7 separate regions of the Mus musculus genome follow, and all the other regions are linked to region 4. A link is a contact called in public HiChIP or PLAC-seq and promoter capture Hi-C data. All regions are on one chromosome and are shown on one strand. The core of a region is the stretch at or near the end of the contact, and the rest is flanking DNA. Distances in the headings are between cores, read along the strand shown. Region 1 overlaps Gnptab (N-acetylglucosamine-1-phosphate transferase, alpha and beta subunits). Region 2 holds the start of Spic (Spi-C transcription factor (Spi-1/PU.1 related)). Region 3 holds the start of Arl1 (ADP-ribosylation factor-like 1). Region 4 holds the start of Nt5dc3 (5'-nucleotidase domain containing 3). Region 5 holds the start of Tmem263 (transmembrane protein 263). Region 6 holds the start of Chpt1 (choline phosphotransferase 1). Region 7 holds the start of Gnptab (N-acetylglucosamine-1-phosphate transferase, alpha and beta subunits).

Evidence for each region. Promoter capture Hi-C pulls out the DNA fragments that hold promoters and counts their contacts. HiChIP or PLAC-seq counts read pairs in DNA pulled down with a chosen protein or histone mark. Capture Hi-C pulls out chosen DNA fragments and counts their contacts.
Region 1: a contact with region 4 is called in a promoter capture Hi-C map of pre-B cells, with 4 times the contacts expected there. The contact joins the enhancer-like site here to the promoter of Nt5dc3 in region 4. A contact is called at or near these places in 2 of 39 promoter capture datasets (hippocampal neurons and pre-B cells), 1 of 484 Hi-C or Micro-C datasets (B cells) and 2 of 115 datasets of contacts at active chromatin or transcription factors (embryonic stem cells and microglia).
Region 2: a contact with region 4 is called in a promoter capture Hi-C map of embryonic stem cells, with 6 times the contacts expected there. The contact joins the promoter of Spic here to the promoter of Nt5dc3 in region 4. A contact is called at or near these places in 1 of 39 promoter capture datasets (embryonic stem cells) and 1 of 115 datasets of contacts at active chromatin or transcription factors (embryonic stem cells).
Region 3: a contact with region 4 is called in a promoter capture Hi-C map of pre-B cells, with 2.6 times the contacts expected there. The contact joins the promoter of Arl1 here to the promoter of Nt5dc3 in region 4. A contact is called at or near these places in 4 of 39 promoter capture datasets (the C10 cell line, liver and pre-B cells), 2 of 484 Hi-C or Micro-C datasets (muscle stem cells and uterus), 1 of 115 datasets of contacts at active chromatin or transcription factors (astrocytes) and 2 of 9 other capture datasets (adipose tissue and liver).
Region 5: a contact with region 4 is called in a promoter capture Hi-C map of adipose tissue, with 2.9 times the contacts expected there. The contact joins the promoter of Tmem263 here to the promoter of Nt5dc3 in region 4. A contact is called at or near these places in 1 of 39 promoter capture datasets (pre-B cells) and 2 of 9 other capture datasets (adipose tissue and pancreatic islet).
Region 6: a promoter capture Hi-C map of pre-B cells shows a contact between it and region 4, with 7 times the contacts expected there. The contact joins the promoter of Chpt1 here to the promoter of Nt5dc3 in region 4. A contact is called at or near these places in 2 of 39 promoter capture datasets (liver and pre-B cells) and 1 of 115 datasets of contacts at active chromatin or transcription factors (astrocytes).
Region 7: a contact with region 4 is called in an H3K4me3 HiChIP or PLAC-seq map of embryonic forebrain, with 15 times the contacts expected there. The contact joins the promoter of Gnptab here to the promoter of Nt5dc3 in region 4. A contact is called at or near these places in 4 of 39 promoter capture datasets (the 3T3-L1 cell line, hippocampal neurons, liver and 1 more), 1 of 484 Hi-C or Micro-C datasets (CD4 T cells), 3 of 115 datasets of contacts at active chromatin or transcription factors (astrocytes, embryonic forebrain and extraembryonic endoderm stem cells) and 1 of 9 other capture datasets (adipose tissue).

Annotation. Positions count from the first base shown.
Region 1 is chr10:88,418,928-88,422,853 of GRCm38.p6, reverse strand. Gnptab (N-acetylglucosamine-1-phosphate transferase, alpha and beta subunits) reads right to left here. Exons shown (of 21, transcript NM_001004164.3): 6 at 3,665-3,729; 7 at 3,294-3,428. Among named protein-coding and RNA genes, the nearest start is that of Sycp3, 39 kb to the left of the region's middle. Within about 2 kb of position 1,988, at least 107 of the 459 cell types and tissues checked have an H3K27ac peak or open chromatin away from gene starts, as enhancers often do. A contact at or near this core is called in B cells, microglia and pre-B cells, where this site is marked.
Region 2 is chr10:88,680,587-88,684,495 of GRCm38.p6, reverse strand. It overlaps Spic (Spi-C transcription factor (Spi-1/PU.1 related)), which reads left to right and starts at 1,473. Exons shown (of 6, transcript NM_011461.3): 1 at 1,473-1,521.
Region 3 is chr10:88,729,014-88,732,711 of GRCm38.p6, reverse strand. It overlaps Arl1 (ADP-ribosylation factor-like 1), which reads right to left and starts at 1,298. Exons shown (of 6, transcript NM_025859.3): 1 at 1,148-1,298. The coding sequence starts at 1,151. Gm4925 (predicted gene 4925) reads left to right here and starts at 1,611. Exons shown (of 1, transcript NM_001037166.2): 1 at 1,611-3,171. The coding sequence starts at 1,996. The coding sequence ends at 2,394.
Region 4 is chr10:86,776,971-86,780,476 of GRCm38.p6, reverse strand. Nt5dc3 (5'-nucleotidase domain containing 3) reads right to left here and starts at 1,472. Exons shown (of 14, transcript NM_175331.3): 1 at 1,166-1,472. The coding sequence starts at 1,367.
Region 5 is chr10:85,100,941-85,104,544 of GRCm38.p6, reverse strand. Tmem263 (transmembrane protein 263) reads right to left here and starts at 1,918. Exons shown (of 3, transcript NM_001013028.2): 1 at 1,548-1,918. It overlaps Fhl4 (four and a half LIM domains 4), which reads left to right and starts at 2,050. Exons shown (of 2, transcript NM_010214.4): 1 at 2,050-2,249.
Region 6 is chr10:88,502,716-88,506,347 of GRCm38.p6, reverse strand. It overlaps Chpt1 (choline phosphotransferase 1), which reads left to right and starts at 2,378. Exons shown (of 8, transcript NM_144807.3): 1 at 2,378-2,763. The coding sequence starts at 2,491.
Region 7 is chr10:88,377,008-88,380,797 of GRCm38.p6, reverse strand. It overlaps Gnptab (N-acetylglucosamine-1-phosphate transferase, alpha and beta subunits), which reads right to left and starts at 1,530. Exons shown (of 21, transcript NM_001004164.3): 1 at 1,263-1,530. The coding sequence starts at 1,379. Gm40733 (predicted gene, 40733) reads left to right here and starts at 1,734. Exons shown (of 5, transcript NR_168608.1): 1 at 1,734-1,783.

The DNA.
Region 1 (3,926 bases), core at 739-3,238, 1.6 Mb before region 4:
CAGAGGTGAACAGGAGAATGTTCTGAGCTGCAGCCTGTGGTGTCTGCTGGGCACGGCTGGGCCCTCCCTCCCTGTCTCCTGGACCACAGGCCTCAGCACAGTCCTGCTGGAAGAACACAGGAGCGTGGAGTGATTGAGCTGTTCCGGTTCCAACCCTCGGTGTCTTGTGGTCGTCCCTCTCATGTGTGGCACGTGCCTCGCTTGTCACACTAAACTGAGCAGACACTGTCACTGTAACTCCCCTCTGCACTGTTTATCTCCTCCTCCTGAGTCTTCCTTCTCGCTAACAGCTCGTTGACATACCAGCTGAGCATCTTTCAGATGCTCCAGGAACCAGTCCCACACTGGCCTCCCTTGGCCAGAGGCCCCTGGATAGGAAGAGCTTGCAGGACTGAACGTGCCCCTACTCTAAGGTGTGTGCCTCAGAAACACACCAGATCGTCTTCTTACTGTCCCAGCCCTCCCTGCCTTCAGGATAAGGGTTTTTCACTGAGCACAAGCGTACTGAGGACAGAGTGACATTGGTCTCATTAGTATAATGATGATCACATCAGGCAAGTTCTAGTTCAGTGGGTTCCAGGAACTTAATACAATCATTGCTGATTAAACTTTGTCATTTATTTATTTTTTATTTTGTGGTGTGGGAGTCTGTGCGTGTGCATGCGTGTGCATGTGGTGCATATGTGTGTGCATGTGTGTGAGGATGTATGAACACAAGAGCATGCATGTGAGAATCAGAGGGTAACTTGCAACCTTGCCTTGCCCATCTCCCCAGCCATCCCTAAGGAAGCCTGTGGCCTTTAGGAACTCCCCAGACACACTACCTACTTCCCAGCCCTCAACATTTTTTTCCAGGCTATTCTCAGAGCACTCCCTTCTCAACCCAGGAACAGTGGCTCTGTTGAGGACCCAGCTAAGGTGCAAAGCCCATTTAACTCCTACCTTGACTAAAACCCAGGCGTCCTTGGGCACTGCTATAGTGGAAGTGTTCATGTCCCAAGGAAATGTCTTAATTCCCTCTGTTCTCTCTCACATACTCCCTGGCATGCAGGAGGTATTTGATAAAAACCATCTAGAAAGACTGGGAACCGATGACAGGAACCACCCTTCTCAGAAGGTGTATAACAGAACCAGAAGGGGAAGAATGGAAGGGCCGGAGGCTGGGAAGTGGCTGCATAAAAGTATAGGGACCTGAGTTCTGGTCACCAGAACCCGTGTACGAGCCGAGCAGGCCTGTAAGCTCAGCGCTTGGTTGGGGAAAGGGAGACAGATTCCCTAGAGCTCATTGGTCAGGCAACCTGGCCAACCGCTGAGGCTGAGGCCAAACATTCCATAAGAGACTCCGGCTCATCAGGGGGAGAGTAACGAAGGAGGACACCTGACATCAACCTCTGGCCTCCCCATGCACCTACTCCTGTACACACATATACACACACTCTTGGGAGCAAGGGTTGCCCGCACTTTCCCCTAACAGACGCAGACTGGAAAAACTGAACTCAAATGCGCCCTCATCGGTTCCTACTGGGTCTCCATTTCTCCAAACTCAAGTCACCGCTACACCTTACACCCAGCTGCACACACCACACAGCAGCAGCTGGCAGAGCCTACCGCTGTTCAGAACTGTTATCTATGTCAGTACACACTGGTCACCAACAGGCATGTCAGGTGTTGACAGCACACAAGTGGGCCAACACAGCAGGATGTGAAAATATCCACACACAATTAAGACAAAATAAATTCCTAATTGCTTTTAAATTTTTGATTAATGTGGACTTACAGAAACAGAATCGGGAACACCATTCTTCCCACATAACGGGGATGAGTCGGCAATGGAAAGGACCGATGTAATTTATCGGTCATTCTGATGTTAGCGACTCAGCCAAAGCCAAATAAAGTTTGACTGAAACGAAAGCTAATCTGTCTATAGTTTCAACTGCTCAAATCAGTACTGAAAGTACCTCAGGGGAAGGAGGAAATGCGGCATCTATTTTAGGATAACTGAAGATTAACCACAAATACAACCCAAATACGGCTTCGTGCTATTCCGGTCCATACAAGTACTGCATGCTAACTGATTGCACTTCTGGAACTGTTTCTATGTCAGACGAAGAAAGGCTACAGGGGACAGCTGGGCACAGTGGCGAGTTCCTGGAGCACCAAGAAGAAGCAGAGGCAGGAAGGTTACAAAGTTTGAGGACAGTCTAGTCTACATAGCAAGTTGCCGGCCAGTCAGGATTACAGAGTGAGACCGCCCCAAACAAAAATGAGGATGAAGAAAAGAGGAGGAGGAAGAGGAGGAAGGGGAAACAAACTAAGGGACAAAGCTAGCTAGCTATGGGGAAGAAGGGAACCGAGAAAAAAACGACATCATTCACACAGCGGTTTTCTCACCGTAACACAAAGCACCTTAACCCATCGAAGCCAGGGAAGGAGGAAAAAGTTACAGGGATCTCTGGGTGGATGGAATGACTAATGCAAGAACTGAGAAAGAACTCGCTACTCCCTTTCCGCCACCCCCCACCTTCTCCAGCCCCTCACAAATTTTGTTAAATGGTAAAAACATGAGAGAGCCAGATTTCAACCATTCCAGAGGCAAGGACTGTACGCCTGCTCCTCTAAGACAAAAGAGGCTGTGTTCACCCCCACCCTCCACCCCCTAATGTGCTACAACAACGTGACGTAAGGTCATCAAGAAAACACCCACACGGCTGTCCCAGGCAGATGATTCAGAGAATAAGAAATGTTCGGGAAAAGGTCACCAGCCAACCAAAGTTGATCCTTAGAGAAAGAATGGTCAGGGCTGATGGCTAAGAAATACACTTATATCTTAAACACATTGGTGGCTGGATTTGCTATTAATCAGAATTTCATATTTTCAAACTTTATACATATCTACAACCCCTTATGAATGAAAGCTTTCATAGATGTGCATGTTAGAGTTCTAACTACTTCTACGACTTTCCCCAACACACCCACACATAGACATGTATCACAGACACACACATACAGAGACACACAAAAACACACACAACACACACAGAGTAAGAAAAATGTGAGTGATAAATTATAAAAATAGTAATTTCAGAGCTTAGTTTGAAGGTGCGAATCTGTAATACCAGCACTTGAGATGCTGAGGCAGGAGGATTGCTGGAAGCAGTGGGGGAGGCTCTTCCGCACAGATCTACTTCTGACAGCACACTGAGATGGGGCAGTTGCTCTTTGCCCTTTATGACTGTTGGCTAAACTTGCATGAAATAAGAGGTGCCATGCGGGTGGCTCCTTTTCTGTCTTACCAGCTTTATTTTAGAGGAAAGCTTTTCTGGCAGCTTTGTCTTCAGTTGACTCGTCTCCTTGAAGGTCGGTGGGAATCCACTCAGGAACGCCAAGCCTTGCATCAGCACTAAGCCAGGGGCTTCTTTGTCTGTTGTCTAGAACAAAGAGAAGATTCCACTCACCGTCCGTATCACGGAGCTGGGGGAAACTTACAGCGGAGAAGCTGGTGTGCTTCTGGCACAGGACTGCAGTCCCAGCATGCCTGAGGTGGAGGCGGGAAGACTGCAAGTTCAAGGCCAGCTGGGACTACACAGCAAGACCCGAGGTCTCTGTCACTCATACTTTTATTCTGGCCCAGTGCAAAAGAACAACTAGAGTTCAGAGGACATACCAAGTAGGCTCTCCAAACCATCTGTTTGCTGCCTCCCTTAAACGGTCCAGCATGGGCGTCTTCAACTACAATGAACAACACAAGAAGCATACATTTAATAAATAGATAAATGCTCATCTAGACTCTCTGGTAGAGCGCTATTCAGAACATCTTGGGAGCTAGTAATTAGCATAATACATGGGTTCAAGAAAGTAGTTAGGAAGCTAAAAGCCATCACGTTCAACAAAGGAGGCACACTGGAAAGCAGGGTACAAGTAAACAT
Region 2 (3,909 bases), core at 224-2,723, 1.9 Mb before region 4:
GCACAGTGGATGATGGCACAGTGGATGATGGCACACTGTGGATGATGGCACAGTGGATGATGGCACACTGTGGATGATGGCACAGTGGATGATGGCACACTGTGGATGATGGCACACTGTGGATGATGGCACACTGGATGATGGCACACTGTGAATGATGGCACACTAGATGATGGCACACTGTGGATGATGGCACACTGTGGATGATGGCACACTGTGGATGATGGCACACTGCGGATGATGGCACACTGTGGATGATGGCACACTGTGGATGATGGCACACTGTGGATGATGGCACACTGGATGATGGCACACTGTGAATGATGGCACACTAGATGATGGCACACTGTGGATGATGGCACACTGCGGATGATGGCACACTGTGGATGATGGCACACTGTGTAGCTGATGAGCACACTATAGCTGAAGAGCTCACTGTAGCTGATGGTTGTGAGCCATCATATGGTTGATGGGAATTGAGCTCCAGCCCTGCTTGCTCCAGCCCAAAGATTTATTTATTATATGTAAATGCACTGTAGCTGTCACCAGAAAAGGATGTCAGATCTCATTATGGATGGTTGTGAGCCACCTTGTAGTTTGCTGGGACTTGAACTCAGGACCTTCGGTAGAGCAGTCAGTGCTCTTAACGGCTGGGCCATCTCTCCAGTCTGCAGCCAGTGTTCTTAACTTCTGAGTCATCTCCCCTTTTCTTTTCCTTTCTTTTCTTGAGTTGTAGCCCTTTCCTTCTTGTGATGTGATGTAGCCCAGGCTGTTCTTAAACGTACAGTGGTCCTCCCGCCTCTCCTGAGTAGTACGTAAGCCTGATACTGAGTGTGATACTACAATTAGTCTTTTGAAGGAGTCAGTTCTCTCTTCCACTCTGTAAGTTTGGGAGCTGAACGTAGCTCATCAGGTTTGAACGTAAGAGTCTTGACTTTGTCTCAGGTCTCCTTTAAACTCCCTCTTGAGTCAACTGTGAGAACTAAGCTTTAGGTTGGTCACACCAAATGCTGTCATGTGGGGGCTGGGGCTCTAAGTCTCAAAGGAAGGGTTACAATCAAGTGCTGGTTTATTGTGGGGAGCCTGATCTAAAGGGCTCGTAGGCAGGCTGTTGAGAAGAAGTCCATAGTCTAGAGTGTGAAGTCCAAAACTGGGAGAGATGATATAAGTGAGAAAAGAGGGGTGGCTAAGGTCAGAGGTTTCTGGATGGAGTTAGCAGCTCAGAGGAGTGAGTGGAGTGTTGGGGGGGGGGGGAGAATGTTGTGGGGACTGGGTGCTGAGCCTTGAGTTTGATTCTAATGCCCCAGAGAATGCTAACTATTACATGTCCTTTCAAAATAATAGCCCCTGGTGTCTTACTTGGTCACATCAAGAAGTAGAATTATGCAGGCACTGTGCCTTTTAAAAAAAATCCCCTTTGCAGCACTTCCTTAAAAAATAGCTATTTAATGCGACTCTGCCAGGGTGTTGTTGATAGCGTCCTTGACATTTCAGTACAGATATCGCCACTTGGTTTTCCTGGTAAGTGTTCAGTTTATGTCTTCCCTGAACCTTTGTATTAAGTGTTCCATTTTCTCCTTGGGATGAATGTTTCTTGGGCTATTGTTTTACTGTCTGTTCCGCTGCGAGAAATAGTAAGCCATTGATAAGCTAAAGCTGAATCATCAGTTGAAATACTGCTTGGAATGGAAAGGCAGGCTTGAGGCTGTAGAGGCTGTGGGTCTTTATAACACAAACTCTAATTAAACTGATTAAGCTCCTTTATTTACAGTTCATAGAAACCTTGTTTTCGGGAGCTAGTAAAAAGAGTTTGCTTCTATTCTCATACTCTAGGCGCTGTTAAAGAGTGAGTTCAAAATACAATAACCTTCAGCACTACAGGGTGAGGTCATAGTTTAAAAGTCATGAATGGCTTTTTAAAAAATACCTAACACTGATAGTATTCATTTGATGGGTGGGCTAGCGCACGACGACAATCTCAGCATTTGGGAGGCTGATACAAGAAGATTGGCAAGTTTAAGACCAGTTTGGACTACAGAATGAGTGTGTGATCTTAGACCAGGCTACACTGTCATTGTGTGAAAAGAGTAAAGAGATCACCCCCCACCCCACCCCCAAAAAAAGAACATAGCCTAAACTATAATTTATACATTTTCTTTTCTTTTTTTCTTTCTTTTTTTTTTTTTTTTTTCGAGACAGGGTTTCTCTCTATAGCCCTGGCTGTCCTGGAACTCACTCTGTAGATCAGGCTGGCCTCGAACTCAGAAATCCGCCTGCCTCTGCCTTCCAAGTGCTGGGATTAAAGGTGTGCGCCACCAACGCCTGGCTTCTTATGTTTTCTTTTAAGTGATCTAGTGCAAAGATGATGTATTGTCATCTCACTGTATTAATCAGTATTAAATGTTGAATATTAAGTAATACTAAAGAGTATCAGCTAGGATTACAGGGTAAGAACTTGAGCCTATGTTTAATGATGAAGTAATCTGTGTTAAAGTCCCACACTTTCTTATGTGGCTTTTCTTTGTTACACCATTCAGCAAGTCACATGAGGATGGAGAACTTAAGGTCATCTCTGACAACCGGTGTCTTAGAGAAAATACAAATCTCAAGAAGGGATAATAATAGCGTGAATCTTTCTTCCTTGAGAAAAAAAGAAAAAGTCACACACAGCCTCTAACTCACAGAAACCCAGTGTTTACTGGAACTCTACACCACCATGCCCCGTGTATAAAATAAGTCGTTGGAATTCTTAAATATGTTCCAGTTATTTCTGTGTCATCAATTACGCAGCGACAGTGATTAACATCAGCTGTCTTCACATTTAAGAAGTTAGAGGAGCCGAGTCAATGGCTCTGCAGGCAAATGTGCTTCTGCTGTGAACTTGAAGACCAGAGTTTAAATTTCCAGAACTCCCACTAGTTAGGTTTTTGCTGCCTGAGTACAAAGTCATCTGGGAAGAAGAAACTTAATTGAGGAAATGTCTCAATTAAGCTGGCTTATGGGTCAGCCTGTAGATCTTTTTATTAATTAATGATTTTATGTGAGAGGGGCTTTGACCACTGCAGGTGATGCTACCCCCCTCGGCAGGTGGTCCTGAGTTAGGTAAGAAAGCGAGCAAGCTGAACAAGTACATCCTCTGTGGTGTATGTCCTGACAACCCTGGATGATGTCAAAGGAAGGTTAGATGAAATAAAGCCTTGTCTCTCAAGTTGCTTTGGTCAGGGTGTTTTATCCTAGTACCAGAGACCAAACGAGTATAGTTTGTCAGGGTGTGGTAGCCTCCTGTAACCTCGAGACATGAGACAGGCGGCACCAGCTGGTTAACTAGACCCAATCAGCAAGCTCTGGGGCACATGAGAGATCCTGCTTCCTTATGTAAGGAAGAGAGTGGCGGAGGAAGACACTGGGCATCAACTTCTGCTCTCTATACATAAGCATGCAAGAGCAGCTTCATGTGCATGCCTGCTCTCTCTCTCTCTCTCTCTCTCCCTCTCTCTCTCTCTCTCTCACACACACACACACACACACACACACACACACACACACACACACACAGTGATAGAAAAGTGAAATATTCAGATTGTGGCATCTTGCATTCATAACATTTTCAAAAAAACAAAAACAAAAACAAAAACAAAAAAAAAAAACCCAAAAACCAAACTAAACCAAAACATTTCCTGGGCCAGGTGTTCATTTAGAATCAAATTAAAAACTACTTTTCTTTTAAGGCCATATCAGTAATCCCAGCACCCAAGAGGCTGAGGCAGGAGAATTGGAGGTCATTCTAGGTTACAGGCTGAGACCTTGTCTCGCAAAACAAAAACAAAAATAAAAACAAAAACAAAGCAAAAGGCAAATAATAAATGTTAGCCTATCTGGAACTGTTTTATTTAATTGGTCTTTCTCTCC
Region 3 (3,698 bases), core at 49-2,548, 2.0 Mb before region 4:
GGAAACGTGGGGGATATGAAGAATATGCTCAACATATAATATACACGGATACACACACAATTTTAAAAATAAAAGGCAAGGCCTTTTGGCTAGTGGTCCAATAGGAGGCTAAACCAATAGCAGTGAGTCTGAGGCCACCTTTGGCTGCAGAGTGAGTTGCGTTCAAGACTTGACAACTTAGTGAGATCCTATCTCAAAGTTTTAAAAGGGCTGGGGCTATACAGCTCAGCAGAAGGGCGTTGCCTAGCATACTAAGGGTTGACTTCCAACAGCGCTCCCTTGTAGGCATACAAACGCACACGCACACGGAAAGGAGAGGAGAGGAGAGGAGAGGAGGAAGAAAGGAAGAGATATTACACTTTGCTATTTGAGGGGAATGGCAGAATTAAAGCTGCCCACTCTAGAAAAGCGAACACGGAGCAAGCTGTATACAGAAAGAATGGGTGTGACCTGACAAAGTCCTTTTGCCCGTTTAGACGTCTAGATTTGGAAAAACAACGCCGAAAGGTTACAGAGAACCGAACGGAACTATAATGCACCGGATCCACACACTTCTGAGAAAACTGAGTAAATACTGACAGAAACCGAAGATTTTGCAACTCCTAGAAGCTCCACCTGTACCGGAGCATCACCACCGTCGGGTGCGCTCGGACGTCTACCGTAGTTCCCTCACCTGGAGAAGTGCGAATCAGCGAAGCGACATGAACATCTCACTCCCTGTCCCACCGGACTTCACAATCCACCTAACTCCATCCACCATATCTACGGACAGCTAACTACAGCGGGCGAGCAGACAGGAGCAGCGCAAGGATCAACAAACAACACCGGTCCTCGGGTTTCTCAGAAGTGACGCAGTCCCAACACCCACCCCGATGCCACCAAGCTTCCACGAAGGATCAGACACCTCGGTGAACCTTCAGCTGCCTGGCTGCCAGGCACCCGACGCCCCGTTCCGCCTACCCAACCGAGATGGGGGATGCAGGATGAGGGGAAAAGGCCGGGCTGGGATCAGTCCGGACCCCGCGGGTGCAAAGGACCGAGCCGGGAGGCGGAATCTCCCTGCAGGTGAAGAGCCAAGGTAGCGAAGAGCTGCCCCGCGGCCCGGCCGGTCCCCTCGGTCGCCTGACGCCCTTCCCACGCTCCTCACCCATGATGAACCGCCGCCGCGCCCTCGCCGATCCTCAGAGACAGGCCGGGACTCGGCAGCGACTCCTAGTTGAGCCTGGGCGCCGCCACCTCCGCTACTCCCGGACTCCGGTTCCGAAGCGGACTCCTCCAAGCCTGGTCGGCCAGCAACTTCCACGTCGTCCACCCAGCGGGGGCGGGAGCCGGGGCGAAAGGCCACTGCGACTGCGCGCTGGACACGGAGGTCTGGGCGTCCGCGTCGGCGCTTTCGATGCAACTCCCAGGCGCTCTGAGCGTAGCAGAAATGAACGCCACAACTATAACAAAAAAAAATTTAAGACAAAAGTGTTTCCTGATTCCACTTTTCTGGACAATAAGGCCTTCTCAAATATTAAAATGAGACTTTTTCGTGTTAAATTCTGATATCATAAAGTGGCGAATCGGCCAACGGAAAATAAAAGCTCGATAAAGCGAAGGCACAGAATGCTGGCGCTGGTTGCAGCGTCCCGGTGGTTGCACATCTGCGGAGGCGGTCCACTTTCCTCTAAATGCATTCCCGCAGGAGGAGCCAGGGTTACGTAATAATAACGAGAAAGCTCACCCGCAGTCACTGCATACCACCAACACGGGGCACCCTCGTACCCGAGGTGTCTAATTTTTGATCTCTGGGTGGCCACCTGACCGACCACCCTTCCGCCTCCGCAGAACTGGGAACTTCTTGCCTCCTGCAACTTGAGTTGGAAGTTAGGTAGTTTTCGATAGTGAAAGGGTTTGGTGTTTCTTAAAATTCTTAGAAACGCGTCTTGCTTCTGCGCAGCCTCTCAGAGGCTCGAGGCGCGCTCCAGGTCGGATCCACCTGTAACCCACGCCATGGCTAAGGAAGGCACTGCTGCTGGAGTTGTCATGGACGTCAATACGGCTTTGCAAGAGGTGCTGAAGACCGCCCTGGTCCACGATGGCCTAGCGCGAGGAATTCACGAAGCTGCCAAAGCCTTAGGCAAGCGCCAAGCCCATCTCTGTGTGCTTGCATCCAATTGTGATAAACCTATGTACATCAAGTTGGTGGAAACCCTCTGTGCTGAGCACCAGATCAACCTAATTAAGGTTGATGACAACAAGAAGCTGGGGGAATGGGTAGGCCTCTGCAAAATTGATCGAAAGGGGAAACCTCGGAAAGTGATAGGTTGCAGCTGTGTGGTGGTTAAGGACTTTGGCCAAGAATCTCAGGCGAAAGATGTCATTGAAGAGTACTTCAAATGCAGAAAATGAACAAAAAAATTGGCTTATTTTCTGTTAAGTTTCTCAAAACAGAAAAGTACAATTATCTCAAGCTCTTGAGTTTTCGCCGGAAATAATAATAGCCCTTTTTTAGGAAGTTTTCTTCCACATGGAAACATTGCATTATTATGTTCTGGTTTATAATGAAAATGGTCATCTTTTTGGAAATTTACAAACTGCCTAAGATTTAGTCTAGCATTATTGGGGCTTTTTTTTTTTTTTTTCTCGAGACAGGGTTTCTCTGTGTAGCCCTGGCTGCCCTACAACTCACTTTGTAGACCAGGCTGGCCTCGAACTCAGAAATCCACCTGCCTCTGCCTCCCGAGTGCTGGGATTGAAGGCGTGCAACACCACCTCCCGGCCTGCATTACTAGGGTTTAATTGACAAAATATTATATGTATGTTGCACAGTGTGAGATAGATATATAGGTATATATAGATATATATACACACACACATACATACATATGCATGAGAGAGAAATGATTACCGTGAAAATAGGCAAACCCTCATATTCCCTTTTCCTGTAGGTTGAGTACACTGAAGATCTATTTGGCAATTATCAAATAGGCAGTGTATTGTTATTAAATATGGTCATCATGCTGTGACTATACATCTAAGGGACTTGTTCATCCTGTTGGAAAAGAATCTGTACCATCTTACTGATGTATCTGCATCCCTGCTCCATCCCCTGACAGTCACCATTGCGCTCTCGGCTTCGGAGTTGTCTCCATAGACTCTACTTATGAATTAAACCTTCCAACGCCCTCGTAGGTGGAAATGTGTGATTTTTGTACTAAGCTTATTTCATTTAGCAGGATGACTTCTACATTCATTTTATACGTGAGATTATTTCCTTTTTAAGGCTGGCTAGTTATTGTTAAGCATGTGCATTTGTACATTCGCATCATATTTTCCACATTAATAAGCTTATTCAGGTTGATTTTATACCTTCTTATGTAGATTTATTTTTTATAGTTCTTGAGTGTCTGTGTGCCCATGGCATGCATGTAAGTATGTACACATGAGGACCGATGCTCTCAGAAGCCAGCAACATCTGGAGCTGTCCAGAGCTGGAGTTATAGACAATTGTGAACCCCGTGTTTGTGGGTGCTGCAATCTAAGTCAGGGTCTTCTGCAAGAATAGTCATTATTAGCTGATGGGCCACCTCTTTAGCCCCCACTGATGCTTTGTATCGACAGTCATGATTCATACTGCGTTAAACATAGGTGCACATTGCATTCTGACATGCTGATTTCATTATCTTAAGATGAATACCACAAAGTAGATGCTA
Region 4 (3,506 bases), core at 223-2,722:
TTCAAGTTTAAGGTTACCTTAAAACCCTGTCTCAAAAAGACCAAAAAGAAAGAGGAAACTAAGCAAGAGAGAAGAGCTGACAGGGCCCTGACAGGACACACGTTTGCCTGGAATGGTGGTTCCCGCCCGCCTGGAAGGATAGAACACACAGGAGACTCATGACTTTAAGGCCTGGAATACACAACCCATCTCAAAACACTTGCCTGGCCAAAACCAATAAGCCACTCTTTCAAAGAAGTCTCCATTGCTTACACCTCGGAATGTGTTGTGAAGATATTCCAGGTGGGTTTTGTTTCACTTGAACAGGCATGTGGCCAAAGATGCAAATGGAAATCCTACAAAAACGTTCCCTCACCAACCCCCTTCCTCATGTAGCACCCTCCCCAAACCACCCCCTCCCCAAATCCCAGTGTCCTCTGACAGCTTCAGTGTCTGTGCTTCACTGGCCCTTTACTCCAGGTTCCAAACGTTTGACTGCAAGAAGCACAAAGCAACACACAGGACAATGGATTCCCGACCCTGAGTCAAAATCAGTTTTTGCTTAGGCCCCTTGCTCGCCCTTCCCGTCTACATAATGGACATGACCCCCTCCTCCGGAGGCTATGGGCGATTCAGAGTCGACATCAATACCTGATACTATTATAATCTGGTTCCTCTTTCCATTCCTTCTCCGATTCCCTAACCGCCCAGCCAAGCTCTTTCTCAGTTCACCTGACCACAAGTATTCCTCTTCTCCTCGCAGAGGGCGGTGGATAACCAGACCACCCTCCCCTTTCAAACAGCACATTTTATCTACTCCACCCTGCAAAAGGGAGACCGGCTCATCCTCCTGACCCAGTCGCCTGCGCTGGAGCCTGTCTAGGACAGCGCGGCAGCAAGCTGGGCTGCTACTACCATTCCCAGGGTGAATGACACCTAACGGTGTTTGGGGGAATGTCTTCCTACCGACGCCCTTGGAACTCTCGCAGCGGCCCAGAGCACTTGCGATGTACACTCCAGATTTAACAATCCCCAGGTATGAAATAGCTTCCCCGGCGGGGGAAAGCCAAAAAAGAGTTGCGAAGTTTTAGAGTCGCCTTCCCCGCGGGGGCCGCGCGACAGAGGCAGGGTGCGGGGGACCCGAGGGGTCCTCGAGTGGGCGGCGCAAGCTGGGACACGCACTCACCGTCCGTGCTCCTCTTCGCCTCGTGGTAGCGCGCCCACAGGTAGCTTTTCATGTCCACGGCAGCCGGGGCAGCCGGGGCAGAGCACAGGCGCCGAGCGCAGCCCGAGCGCGGTCGTTCTCGAGCCACGGCCCCGCCGCAACTCCGCAGCCCTGCCGCCGCCCTCGCCCCGGCCCCGCGGGCCGCCGCTGCCACCGTGGCCATGCTGCCTCTAAGCTGCCAGTGGCACGGATGGCCAGCGTCGCGAGGCTCCGGGACGCACGCCGGCAGTTCCTACGTCTGAGCAAGTGCCGGCGCGGCCCAAGAACCACCCACGGTGGGGCGGAGCCGGGGGCGAGGCTGGGGAGGTGGGCGGGTTCTAGAGGGAAGCAGGAGGCGGGGTCAAGGATTAGGCTAGGAGCTGCGGGATGGGTGGGGCCTGAGCTGGGTCAGGGGCGGGGCCTGGTTGGAAAGAGGAATGCCCCGGCTGAGTAAAGAATAGGGTCTAGAGAGAGAATGAGTTGGACCATCTCGATTGCGTCAGAGGCAGAGTCAGGGACCGAACCTGGGGAGACAGAGCCGGGGGCCTAGGCCAGTTAGAGGCTGGGTCAGGTGTGGGCCTGTGGAAATGGAGTGGGACGGAGTCTGGGTTGAGTCAAAGGCGGAGTCAAGGGCGAGGCCTTAGAGAAAGCGGGTTGGGCGTGGCCGGAGCTGCCAGGGCTCAGCGCCCGGTCGGCTGCGGTCACTTCCTGACCCGCGAGGCAGGAGGGGGCGGAGGGTGGTTGAAGTCACACGGGCTAGGATGACTCATCTCCGACCCTATCGCTGCCAGCAAGACTCTGCTCTACCTTCCTCTTGCCTTCCGTGGCGGGCCCCAATTCTGATTGCACTGATGAGTGTACGCACTATCCATCTCTGATCCCAGTCTCTGGAATGCGACCCACTCCGTGTCAAAGGCTTCTGCAGGTATCTCCTGGATCTCAGGTGCCTCTCTGAGACTGCCCTGAGGCTGAGCTTGGGCCTATCCAAGAGTTGCCCTTTAAAGAGTTGCTGGGCCGAGATTACACTCGAGGTCTAAAGTCGTCTGCAAGATCCTGCCCCTGAAGACTCCCGATAAATGTAAATTTCCTTAACAGTGCAGGCCTCTGGAAAGCCGGGTTCCCACCTCCAGAGAGGTCCTCCGGACATGATTAGCAGTCTCCTGCCCACGCTGGCAGCACGCTTGGTACCTGTTCCACTCACTTGCTTAACTGCACTTATTCCATGCCGCTCCTGCGGGACTTTCTATCACCAATTCAAGACCTACCTGAGAAACACTGGGCCCCAAGAAATTCCCAAAGTATCCCATGGTGACCACTGAGTAGGGGGGGGCGGTTATAGTGGGAATGGCTAGAATAATGAGAGGACAGACAAGGCACAGTGTGAGACAACCCCAAGCATTAGCGACTCAAGTTGTGGGCTGGAAGAGTCAGATGTTTTTGTGGAAGGTGATGACACTGGAGCTAGTCCCTGACTGATAATGAAAACCATTAATAGAAAGCTGGCTGTATATTTTATCGCATACACTCTTCCCAGCTGTCTTAAAAGGAACGTACCGCGTCTCTCCTTTAAACACAATGAAACCGAGGCACAACAGAGGTGAGATTGCTTGCCTATCGTCACAGAGCTGAGTCCCCTCTTCTGTTGGGTGGTAGGGAGGACGGTAGCTAGAAAGTAATCCTTAACTGTTACAGGTTAATGTTTTATGGATCAGTGATAAAATTGGAGGACAATAAAATGTGCAAATCGATATGCTATCAAATCCATGGGCTCTGGTCATTAAAAGCTTCCTTTATGACTTGAGGACATTTCACTTCCTATCTTTTCTTATTTTTACTAATAAAAAGTTTTGGTGATAACAATCATCAATTTTACTTAGGTGAATTTTTAAGTCAAAATATACTATAGAATTTTTTTTTAAATTACGATTGGTAAGAGTGCTTCTATATATTCTCTTAGACTATAGGACCCTGTGGAATCACGATTGTTGTACTTACCATAGAAACGTGGATCACTTGAAACCCACCCTTTGTAACTAAAACCAGATACAGCGTTATAAGAGAGTAAGAAAACTGAATCCCCAGACCTGGATAGTGACCACTCCTGCAGAGTTAAAAGAAAATATCTGATGAAAGAATCCAAAATAGGTGCTAGGGACCTGGCGTAGTCTGTTAAGAGCTTGCGAGCACGCGCCAGCACTGCTATAAAAAAATGACAGCCAGTTCCTATGGCCTCAGCACAAAGAACGGAGAGACAGGAAGCCCCCTGGTGCTCACTGACTACTAGGCGAATAGAATCCCCGAGCTCCAGGTTTCAGTGAGATCT
Region 5 (3,604 bases), core at 669-3,168, 1.7 Mb after region 4:
AGACTGTCAAAATAGTTTTAAGTATTTTTCTTAAAGAAACATGAAATAGGATTAAAATATTCTGCCAAGCCAGAAAACCAGTACTTCTGTCATCCTCACTAAAATACACTTAATTTGTTCAATAGATGCTGCCATTCCTACTTTGTGCCACATCTTGTTGAGACAATGAGTGAACATAAAGACCGTACTCTTAATTGTATGTCATCTGGTCCAGTAGCATCAGAATGTAGGAAAAGGGTAAAGACTCAAGGACGGAAACGGGAAAGTCAAGATTTTCCCCGAATATAAACATATATATATCAAACACTTTTGAATTTATATGTTAAAATCAATTAAACTTTTCGAATGATGTTTTCATTGAACTTTTTTCGAATGATGCTTTCATTGAACTTAGTTTCTGGTATAAGTGCTGCTATACAAAAAAAAATGAAAGTGAAAAATGAAAGCAGATGTGTATTAAGCGTTGCTAAAGCAAGAATGGAAACATACTTACCTGTTAGTGTGATAGCCCTTGAGCGGCAACAACTAGAAGTTTTAAGCACTAACCAATAGCAGATACAAATACCCACAATGTTTCCTTTTGGATTAGTAGCGTTCACAAGATACAAAAGACACAATCAAGTAAGATTTCGCTTCCTAGTCTAGGTGTTTCTAACTCTTCCCAGCAGCCCTAGCTCCCCCTCATTGATCCACCTTTAGGCACAAGCAAGTCTTTTTTTTTTTCCCCTGAGCAGAGCAGTGACGTGGCAGGAGAGGCAGAAAATGACCCTAGAGGCTGGTGCTGGCTTGGACACCTCCTTCCTCCGCCCCTTCGTTGTCCATCCAGCACACCCTAGTTCCTGCGGAATTCCAATATAAGACGGGCTTAAGAGAGACGATCCAACTTGATCCCGAGTGGCAGCTCCGGGGCTAGACTAGATGCTGCTTGTGCATGGCAGGCTCGGTTTTGGATTGAGCTTGGGGTCGGCAGTGACTGCACTGGCGGCTGCTCCAGGACTCCTTCCCCCCTGCTCCCCAGTCACTCCTTGACACTGCCAGCGCCCCTCTTCATTCCCACACCTGCGGGCTTAGAACAGGCGTGGGAGTGGAGTTCCCGATTTAGGAAGAGCAGCGGGAATCTCCGCTTGGAGCCAAGCCCTGTGTACTTGAACCCACCGGGACCGTTTATCAACAGGTCAGAAGTTAAGTGGGGCAAGGAAGCTGGGCTCCTCCTCGGATGCCCCATCTCCTCCTCCGCACCAGCCTGACACTCAAGGCAAGAGGTCAGACCCAGGCTTCCAGAGCGACTCCCTTCAACTGCAGACACCGCGTCCACAAACTCGTGGACCCACTGGGGTAACCCCATACCTCCGTACGCCCCCCAACGACTCCCGCCCATCCCCCTCCCGTTCAGTGTCCCCCCGCAAAGGGCCAGGCTGGAGCGGCCAGGCCCCGGGGTCGTGCAGGTGAGGTGCAGATGAGGCTAACGGGAAAGGGCCCGGAGTGCGGCCACTCAGGCCGACGACACCCTCCCGCCCCCGCCCCAGCCATGGGACACACTCACTCACCGCGGGGTCGAGGCCGGGAGCTGCGGCCGGGCGGAGGGAGCGGTGGCACGGAGAACAGCAGAAGCGGCCGGGGCAGCAGAGGCCCTGATGCGGCCCGGGAGTGGCTTACGCGACCTAGATGCTCTTCTCCGGCTCAGAAGTCGGAAGACTCTCGGTGCGAGGTCGGTGCGAGGCGGCGGCGGCGGCAGCGGCGGCTTCTGGCTGCGGACGTGGCGCCTGACGCGACCCGCCCCCTCCGCAGCCTCCGGAGCTCCCGCCTCCTCCCGCGCCTCGGGTTCCGACGCGCACGCGCACTCGCGCCCCCGGCCCTCCGCCCCCCCACCTCCCGCGCCCACCGGTCGCTCGGCGCGCGCAGCCCTCCCAGCAGCCCCCGGCCAGCCTGCGCGCGCGCCTCATCCGGAGGGTCTCCCCGCCCCCTCCGCCCCGGCCACCCAATCAGAGCAGGCGAGGGGGCGCTGCCCCGGCGAGGCGCGCGCCTCCGGCCTCGCCCGAGTCTTCGGCCACTCTCCGGGCTCGAGGGAACTAACGGTTATGGGGGTTTAGAACTTCTCCCCTGAGGAGGGCGGCATGCTCGCCGGTGTCTCCCTCTCCTTCGCCCAGGGGCTTCAACCTTTAGCTGCTGCCCTAAGGGAGTGACGGGCAGGGCCTCTGTCAGTCGCTCTCCCCAGGGCGCTCTGCGAGCCTGTGTCACCGAGTGATAGGGTGAGGCGAGGCCTTGCTAATTTGTGTGGGGTTTTTGTTGTTGTTGTTGGTCCACCTGGAGTCCTTGAGCGTAAACATGTCAGGTTCGCCCTCATCACACAGCGGATGCCCAAGGCCTTTCAGGGGGCCTTGAATTTTGGTAGCGAAAGAAGGTTGGTTCATCGATGTGAGAATTGAACTGGAGAGGGAGGAAAACTGTCACTTCCTAACTAGGGCTTCGTCAGGGCCCCTCCACGTTCTTGCCAGCCTTGGGGGGAGGGGGGATCCCTGGTGGGGTCCTGTAAAGTATTGAGCAGCCTAAGAAGATGCTGTCTGGGAAGTCCTCTGGGTTCAGCGTTGCCTCTGCTTCAGATGGGAAACAGGACAGTGAGCTTCCAAGGGGGCTTGTGATAGCTGCCTAGGAAGGCTGTGAGGAGGAAGCAGAGACGTGACGAAATGGCTACCTGACTAGATAATTGCTATTAGCTTTTCCTTGACTCTCAACATCTTTAAGATAAAAATGACAATAAGTCCACCCTACACTTTTGGGAAAGATAAGAAGAGAGACTGTGGGTGTAAGGGGGCTTTACTGAGAAATTATACCAAAACGTGAGATTTTTTTTCTTTTCACGACCTAGTTATCAAGTGGAAACATACACAGGACAGGGGACCTCAATTTTTAAATGAAAGTAATCAGCGTGGTGTAACTGGATAGCAAGTGTTTATCAAGTCTCAGAAAAGGGATGCTAACAGCAACAACAAAAAATCCTGAGAGGGAGCTAACCTTGGTTCAGTTCTTAAATAGAATGAACTAGAGCTTAACCGTTATCAAATCGATGAATTAAGTCCATTCAGATCACTGTGCTGAAATTATGATAATCTTGTTTTACAGAACTAAAAGAGAATGATGATTAGGAGAGTTTGAACTGTGGTATTAACTGAGTACCAATCTTTTATTGTCATAGACTCCTGAATTCTTAATAGGATTTTAATAGGTGATTTCAAGATTGAACCCTGGGCAAAATTACAATGCAGAACTTTATAACTTTCTTTCCAAATTGACTTACAGTTTTGCTAGTAATTAAGGCTATAATTCAAAGCAGTGGTATATTCTGTTTCATAAACCAATGAAGGTACCAGGGAGCTTTTGGCTCCTTCTGAACCTACAAGTACAGGTAGTCCAGTATTTCTTATAGATCTGACCCCAGTCAGTTCTTGCTGTCTCAGTTTCCTTACCTATAATAATGGAGAGAGGGCCCAGTGGTTAAGAGCACTCACTGCTCTTGCAAAGGTCCTGAGTTCAGTTCCCCACACCCACATGTCAGCTCACAGCTATCTGATGCCATCTTCTTTTTAAAAAGAACAACATCCCATTC
Region 6 (3,632 bases), core at 1,129-3,628, 1.7 Mb before region 4:
ACGAGCCCAAAATCAAGCCAGCTACCATTCTAGAATGGAGGAAGAAAGGGTTCCCTGTTCCCCATCTCTGAGGAGCTAGGGACAGCTGAAGGCTTCAAGGAGAGGGAGAACCCACTTTGCTTTCTTTAAGGAGTCAGCTGACCAGGAGTCACCGGATCGAGTACTCGCCATGCTTCCTTCCACATGCAGGACAAATTCAATTCATAAACTGGACTTGATGGGTTACAAAAACCAATAATAATAAAGAGGATATGAAGACAGGGAGGTTAGGAGATAGGGGTGGGAGGAATTAGGGAGAGGAACAGGGATTAATATGATCAAAGTATATTGTATGAGATTTTCAAGGAATTAATAAAATAGTATCTTTTTTAAATGGTGTATAAAAATATCAGAACACATGCATGGCTCTCTAACATCCACTCCCTCACTTTTCAACAGTAGTAGAAATTAGTCGACCAGCCATTGGCCAGATAAGGGCTTCATTTAGCTCTCCTTGCAAATAGGTGTCACACTCACATGACAGGGTTCTGTCAGAAATGAGGAATGAAACTTTGGATCACAGCCTCAAAGCCAGGAAGTTCAGCCCCCCTGCCTCCCCCTCCTCCTAGTTGTTTGGGAATTGTGGTCACCTGTTTTGGGTCAGGACAAGAACAATACCCTGAAGGCAGCAGACAAGGAAATGGAAGAAACCAGTGTCTCTCACACACTGAGGGTTTGCAGCAGCTCTCAATGATCTACCCAGACACGATGCTTGGGCAAAACGAACTTCTGTCTCATTCAAGCCTTGTACTTGACCTAGAAGTAGCCTAAAGCAATCGTCGATACCTTCTGAGCATGCTGTATGCCCCTTTACAACAGCATGGCATTGGAAGAGGTCAAGTGTAATTGCTTGTAATCAGAGCTACTTAGGAGGCAGAGGCAATTAGTTCAAGGACAGTCTAGGCTGCGTAGCAGGATTCTGTCTCAAAATCAAAGCAAACAAAGGACTGAAGATAAAGCTTAGCAGGGCCCAGCAAGGTGCTTAGTTCAAAGTCCAGGAGCAAGATAAAGTACTAGGAATCTATAATGTAAGTGTTACCAATCCCCTGCCCCCCCCCCCCCCCCCCGCCTCTGACTGGAAAGTGCTGGGATAAAGGCCTGCAGTACCATCACCCAGCTATTTTATTTTATTTTATTTTATTTTATTTTATTTTATTTTATTTTATTTTTGGTAAGAGGCCAGGTAATGAATATTCAAGACTTTGTAAGTCATCTTGTGCTATACAACTCCTCACCTCTGTGGGAAGAAACACAGCTATAGTCACAGAACTGAGATTTAAATTATATCAATTCTAACATCATAAACTTTATTCTTTGTTTTTTTTCCCAGTAATTAAAAAATGTAAGACGCATACTTCTGTAGTGTGCTGTGAGAATGAGATGGAAGGCCTGTCTTTTGAGCCAAAAGTTGCTAACCGTTCCTCAAAATAGGTGAGGAAGAGTGTATCCCATGACCTCTGTTGCTTAATCCAAGAAAGCAGAAAGTAGTTTCCAGCTTGTCTGATGTGTTAGAAAGGTGCATACAGATCAGACCCACTACGTCTAGATCAAGTGGGCAGCCTATGTCTGGTTAGGCAATAGAACATGCTTATGACAGCCCCCAGTCCAAATGGGTGCATTGTGAAGTAAGGAGCTGGTGACCTTCCATTATGTGGCAATCGGCCTTCTCCACTGAAGAAACTGTGAAACTGGCTAAGAATTTTCTCTGCTCCAAGGAAGGAGTGTCAAGTGGTCTGAAAAAACAGGCATTTGAGTTTCAAACATTCAGTTTCCCTTTGACGACAATATTTCTAAGATCTGGGGGTTTTGTTTGTTTGTTTTAAAACCTTGCCGTCTGATCCCGCAGTGAGGGGTAACTAAGTTAATATGCGGAGGGGCCTTTGTATATTCCCATGGTGCTTGAGTACTTTCTGATCAGTACATACATGGTGACCACTCCAGGTTTCAGTAGGCGACATTTTCTTGACTAATAAGAGGCCGGGGCATAGACACACAAGTCAGAGTTGTTCCTACCACTCAGTAGAAAAAAACCAGCTCAACCAGGATCCAGGCTAGCCAAGCGTCGTCACGGAAACCTGAGCAAAGGCTGGAGAGGAGGGCGAACCCTTGAGCCCCAATAGAAAAGTCACAGCGGCAGGGCCAGAGCTGCCCTCGACCTGAGTCTGAAAGCGCAGGCTGCTTGACCCCTCCCGGGGCGTCCAGAGCCAAGCTCACTGAGGCCCCGCCCCGGTCCCGCCCCCAGCCTCGCCACCGCCCGCGAGCTCGCTGAGGCCCCACCCCCCCGTGGCCCGGCCTTGCCCCGCCCCCGAGGCCCGGCCCCGCCCCCGCGGCCCGCTGCTAAGTGAGTCCCACCGGCGGAGCTGGCCCGGGCGCTGTGCCCTCGCTCGGCTCTCTCCGCCCCCCGCGCGGGCCGCGGGCTGCGCCGGGTCGCGGCGGGCCCCGCAGGCAGCCATGGCGGCGGGCGCCGGGGCCAGGCCGGCGCCGCGCTGGGTAAAGGCGCTAGGTGAGCCGCTCAGTGCCGCGCAGCTGCGGCGGCTGGAGGAGCACCGCTACACCGCGGTGGGAGAGTCGCTGTTCGAGCCGCCGCTGCAGCTTTACTGGACCTGGCTGCTCCAATGGATCCCGCTCTGGATGGCCCCCAACACCATCACCCTCATCGGCCTCGCCATCAACCTGGTCACCACACTAGTGCTCATCTTCTACTGCCCTACAGTCACGGAGGAGGTAGGGCTGGCCGCCCGATGGTACTGTTCCCTGGAGCCCCCCTTGGGCCTCCTTCGGAGACGGCTCCACTATAGGCGTCAGTGGAGCGGGGAGACCCTGCGTAGCGGAGCATCCTCTAGGTCTCCCTCTAGGAGGGAGGTGCGGACGCGACCAGATTGCTGTCCCCTGGCAGTATTCATTTTCAGCCTCCCCGGGGCTCCTAGAGACTGTCGCACCACTACCCCAATCCTGTGACCATTCTGAGCTTCTCTGGGGGGCAGGGGCGCTGTCAAGGTCACTTACTGCCCCAGCCCTGTCTGCCAATCTCATCCCTGGGGCCATGGGACCACCAGCCCATATTTCGCACACTGGAGATTAAATACCTACATCTCCATGCTAGCAGGACTTGTGGATGGGTTAGGTAAGGCCAAGTGCCCTTTAGCACTTTATAATTCTGTTTCTCAAAGGTGGTGCCTAGCGATCCTGAAATTACTGGTAGCACTGATCGAAGATAAGTTATTTCTGGATAAGATAAGAAACTTCCTCGTTGCTTCCTTGGCTTTTTCATGAAAAACAAACAGGATGTAGGTGACAGTCTTTACAATTATCTAGACTTTGAGATTATAAATACCAACATATTTTATTAGTTGTAATTATATCCAACCTAAGTCTAAAGTAAGAATATTAACATGGGCTTTAGACAGTGGTGGTCAGAAGTGGTTCATTGGGCTGAGTATAGAGAGCATAAAAACAAGGGAGAGTGTCTTGAAACACTATATAGGATAACATTGCAGATTCCATGGCATTACTTTCTTTACGCTCCCTCTGTAATTACGTGTAAATATAGATCGTGCACAAACTCGAGAGTCGAGGTTGGATACCAGGAATAC
Region 7 (3,790 bases), core at 281-2,780, 1.6 Mb before region 4:
GGTGCTGAGCGCACACATACGTATTGTGCCGTTTTATAAGAGCATTCTGTTAATTATAAAACCCTTTTAACCTCTTACTAAAATATAAGCAAATAAATAAAACAGGGAGACCATTCCAAACTCTTTGAAAGCGCATGTTTTCTTCCTGTCTCCAGGGGCAGTGTTCTGTTGAATGGCACACTTGTGCCCATTCATTTCTGACCTGCTCATACCCCTTTGCACACTTAAGATGGCGAAGACTGTACTAGACTACCCAAGAATCAAATAACTGAAATTTAAACTGAAGAGTAATGGCAGTCCCCAGAACGTTCAAGGTATGTCTCCAAAGGAGCATAAAATTCATTTAACCTGGCTGCTCACACCTCCCAAACCGGTTGTCTGTGCTCTTTGAAGAGTTTACAGTCTAATCAAACTGCTTCACTGCACATCAATTAAACGCAGTTCTCAGTCCAAGAAGGACCAGCGACTTGATCTAAAAAGTATTAGCATAGCCCATGACGCAAGGGTGGGTCTGTGCTGGCTCTCAAGAGGTCCGGGGCTGGAGTCCAAGATCCGCAGGCAGTCCTAGTCACCTGACAAGGGCCCTACTCTGAGATAAGCACTTGGTGCTTCCCATCAGCGTGTGCATTCTCACTAGTAAGGCCTCCAACCCGCTGGCATGCAGCTGTACAAAACAGCAGAGCCATTATGAAAAAGGAAAAAAGTTAATTTAAAAAAATCTCCCTTTCACTCTGCAAAATTCACATGCAAAACGGCGCAAAATTCACATGCAAAACGGCGCAAAATTCACATGCAAAGCCGCGCATGCCTCTAAGACAAAGTCTGCGATCCAGAAGAAACAGAAGATAAGGTGTTTTGTCAACGGTGAAGGACTAGTAGGGTGGCACCGCAGGACTGGATCCTACGGAGAGCCAGGGAATGAAGGATCACTACAGAAAAATACAAACCCTAGGAGAGAGTTTCACCAGCGCAAGGCCTTAGAGCCAAAATCAAATGGCCAGAGGACTCTTGGGGACACCCTGCAGAAGGAAGGGGATCCATGCGCACGCTGAAGCACGCGAGGCCCGGACGTCCAGTCCAGCTGCTGCAGGCGAGCCGGGGAGAGGATGCACGCTCAGCGCCTGGGACTAGTGGGCCGTGTGCTGGTCCCCAGGCTGCAGGGAAGATGGGGAGGCAGAAGGGAGATTCGGGGTGCCGGCACCGCGGGGCTCAATCGGGGAATGCTGCGCACGCGGCTCCGGGGCTCGGGCTCCGCTACTCACCTCTCCGAACTGGAAAGCCGAGACGATGGTGACAACGACGCCCACGAAGCAGACGTAGAGCCCATACCTGTGGGATAGGCAGGTATAGGTCTGTCTCTGCAGGAGCTTAAGCAGCATCACCCCGGCCCCGCCACCCCACGCCAGGAGGAGCCCGCGCCGCGCCACCGCCTCAGCGAGCCGCCATTCAGGGGCCCCCGGACGCGCCGCCGCGCTTAGCTCACAGCCCCCGGCTGCCGCACATTGTCGCTCCGGCGACCGACGGCCCGCTGGGCTCCACGCCGCGGCCGCCGCTTCCGGGAGCCCGGAGCCCACGCCCTCGGCGCGGCGGAGGCGGACCCAGGGCCCGCAAGGCGCCCGGCGCCACCCGGGGTTGGCCTCGGAGAGGCGGCGGCGAGTCGCCAGCGCCACCTAGAGGGCGGAGGGGCAAGGGCAGGCGCGCGCCCTCCCATCTGCGCGTGCGCCGTGGGCCCTGCCCTTTGGGCCCTCTGCCTTCTGCACGGTGGGACCCACCCAACCAACAGGTAAGCGACCCGGGCTGTCCCCTGCAGTGTGCCAATGGGCAATCCTGATGAACCAAAAAAACACAGCTCCTGCCTCAAGTTTATCTTCGAAAGAAAATTTGAAAGATCGTGGCTAGGGAATGCATATTCGGCTTGTCCCAAATGACATAATCTACTCTAGACGTTCGTACACGAGGTTTAATTGGTTTTGGAAAAACAAAAGTCACTAATCGGGCATTTATCAAAAAAAATTTTTTGAGGTCACAGGTAGGCTGATTGTGGCAAAGCAGGGAAAACTAACGGATTTAGTTACTATCTGAAGCCTTAGCTTTTGATAGGTAATCAATCTGCTTATAAGTTTGTGTATGCAGGGGAACTCGCACGCGTGCGCGTGTGTGTGAGTGCGTGTGCGTGTGCGTGTGTGTGTGTGTGTGTGTGTGTGTGTGTGTGTGTGAGTGTATGGTGAGGGTCACTTGTTTCTGTCCTTCCATGCTGCGGGTTCAAGGAACTGAAGTCAGGCTTGGCATCACCTTAACCTGCTGAGCCATTTCAGAAACCCTTTCAAATACAACTGGGTAGTATAGCTATTGAATTGGCATTGTTAATTATAAAAAATTTTAAAAAGGAACTGGAGTGTTATAGAGAACTAACTAAGTTTTCGGGTCAAATTCACTTGGAGAATTGTTTGGGCCTACCTGGGTCTTTTTGTGTGGGGGTGGGGTGGGAGTGGGGAATTACCCTCATTACACGGCATACTCTCAAATGCAGTGTCTACCACAGTGCATACCTGTTGAGCACTTGGGACGTTGAGGCAAGAAGGTTATGAGTTCAAAGCCAACCTGGTCTTGGTAGTGAGACCTTGTCAATAAACAAAAGAAAATTAAAATGAAACCCCTCACTTTCCTACTTTGTTTCATTCGTCTAGTCCTCAACTTATCCTCTTTCTTCTGAAGCTTTCGTTGGTTTTGTTGGTTGGTTTGGGAATTATTAGGTTTTGTTTTGCTTGGTGGGGGGAGGGTGGGAAGGGGAGGGGACAGGAGTGGGGGAAGCTGGGACAGAACGGTGTGGAGGATTTTGAAACAGTGTCTCAAGAAGCCCCGGCTGGGTTCTAACTCCCAATGTAGCCAGGCAAGCCTTGAACTCTTCCCTCCCTCCCTTCCACCTGGGATTACAGGGCGGCACTACCCACCTCTTTTATCAGGCGTTCCAGTTGAATGCTTTGTGCCCTTTATCTTTGTAATCTCCATTAGTCTTATTCTTGGTTTGTCCTGATGTTCTTGACTGTGTTTCTCAAACTTGATACTTAGTTTATTCCCTCCTCCCCCCAGTATGTTTTCTAGTGCCAAGTTGACAGAACCCTGGGCCTGCTGCCTTTTTTCTTTTTTGGTTTTTTGAGACAGGATTTCTCTGTATAGCCCTGGAACTCACTCTGTAGACCAGGCTAGCCTCGAACTCAGAAATTCGCCTGCCTCTGCCTCCCAAGTGCTGGGATTAAAGGCATGTACCATCACGCCCGGCTGCTGCCTTGTTTCTTATAAACCTCAAAAGTTCAGATTTCCCACTAAGCACCGATTTTTATTGCCTCCCATTGAGATGCTTCTCACTGAGAGTGGAGGGAGGTGTTGAAGCTTCAGGTGTCAGGTTGGGGGCACCCTGTGTCTGTGTCTCCAACGGGAAGGATGGGGAAAGAGGTCAGCAAACCACGCCAAGATGGCAAGGACGTACTAAGACTGTTTTCTGGGGCTGGAGAGATGGCTCAGTGGTTAAGAGCACTGACCTCTCTACCAGAGGTTCTGAATTCAATTCCCAACAACCACATGGAAATTCACAACCATCTTTAATGGGATCTGATACACTCTTCTGGTGTGTGTCTGAAGACAGCTATAGTGTACTCATATAAATAAAATAAATAAATCAGAGAGAGAGAGAGAGAGAGAGAGAGAGAGAGAGATCTCCACGTAGATCACTGCGTCCATTTTCACATATTTGCACATGCGGCTGGAGAAATATGAAGCAAAAGCCACGCAC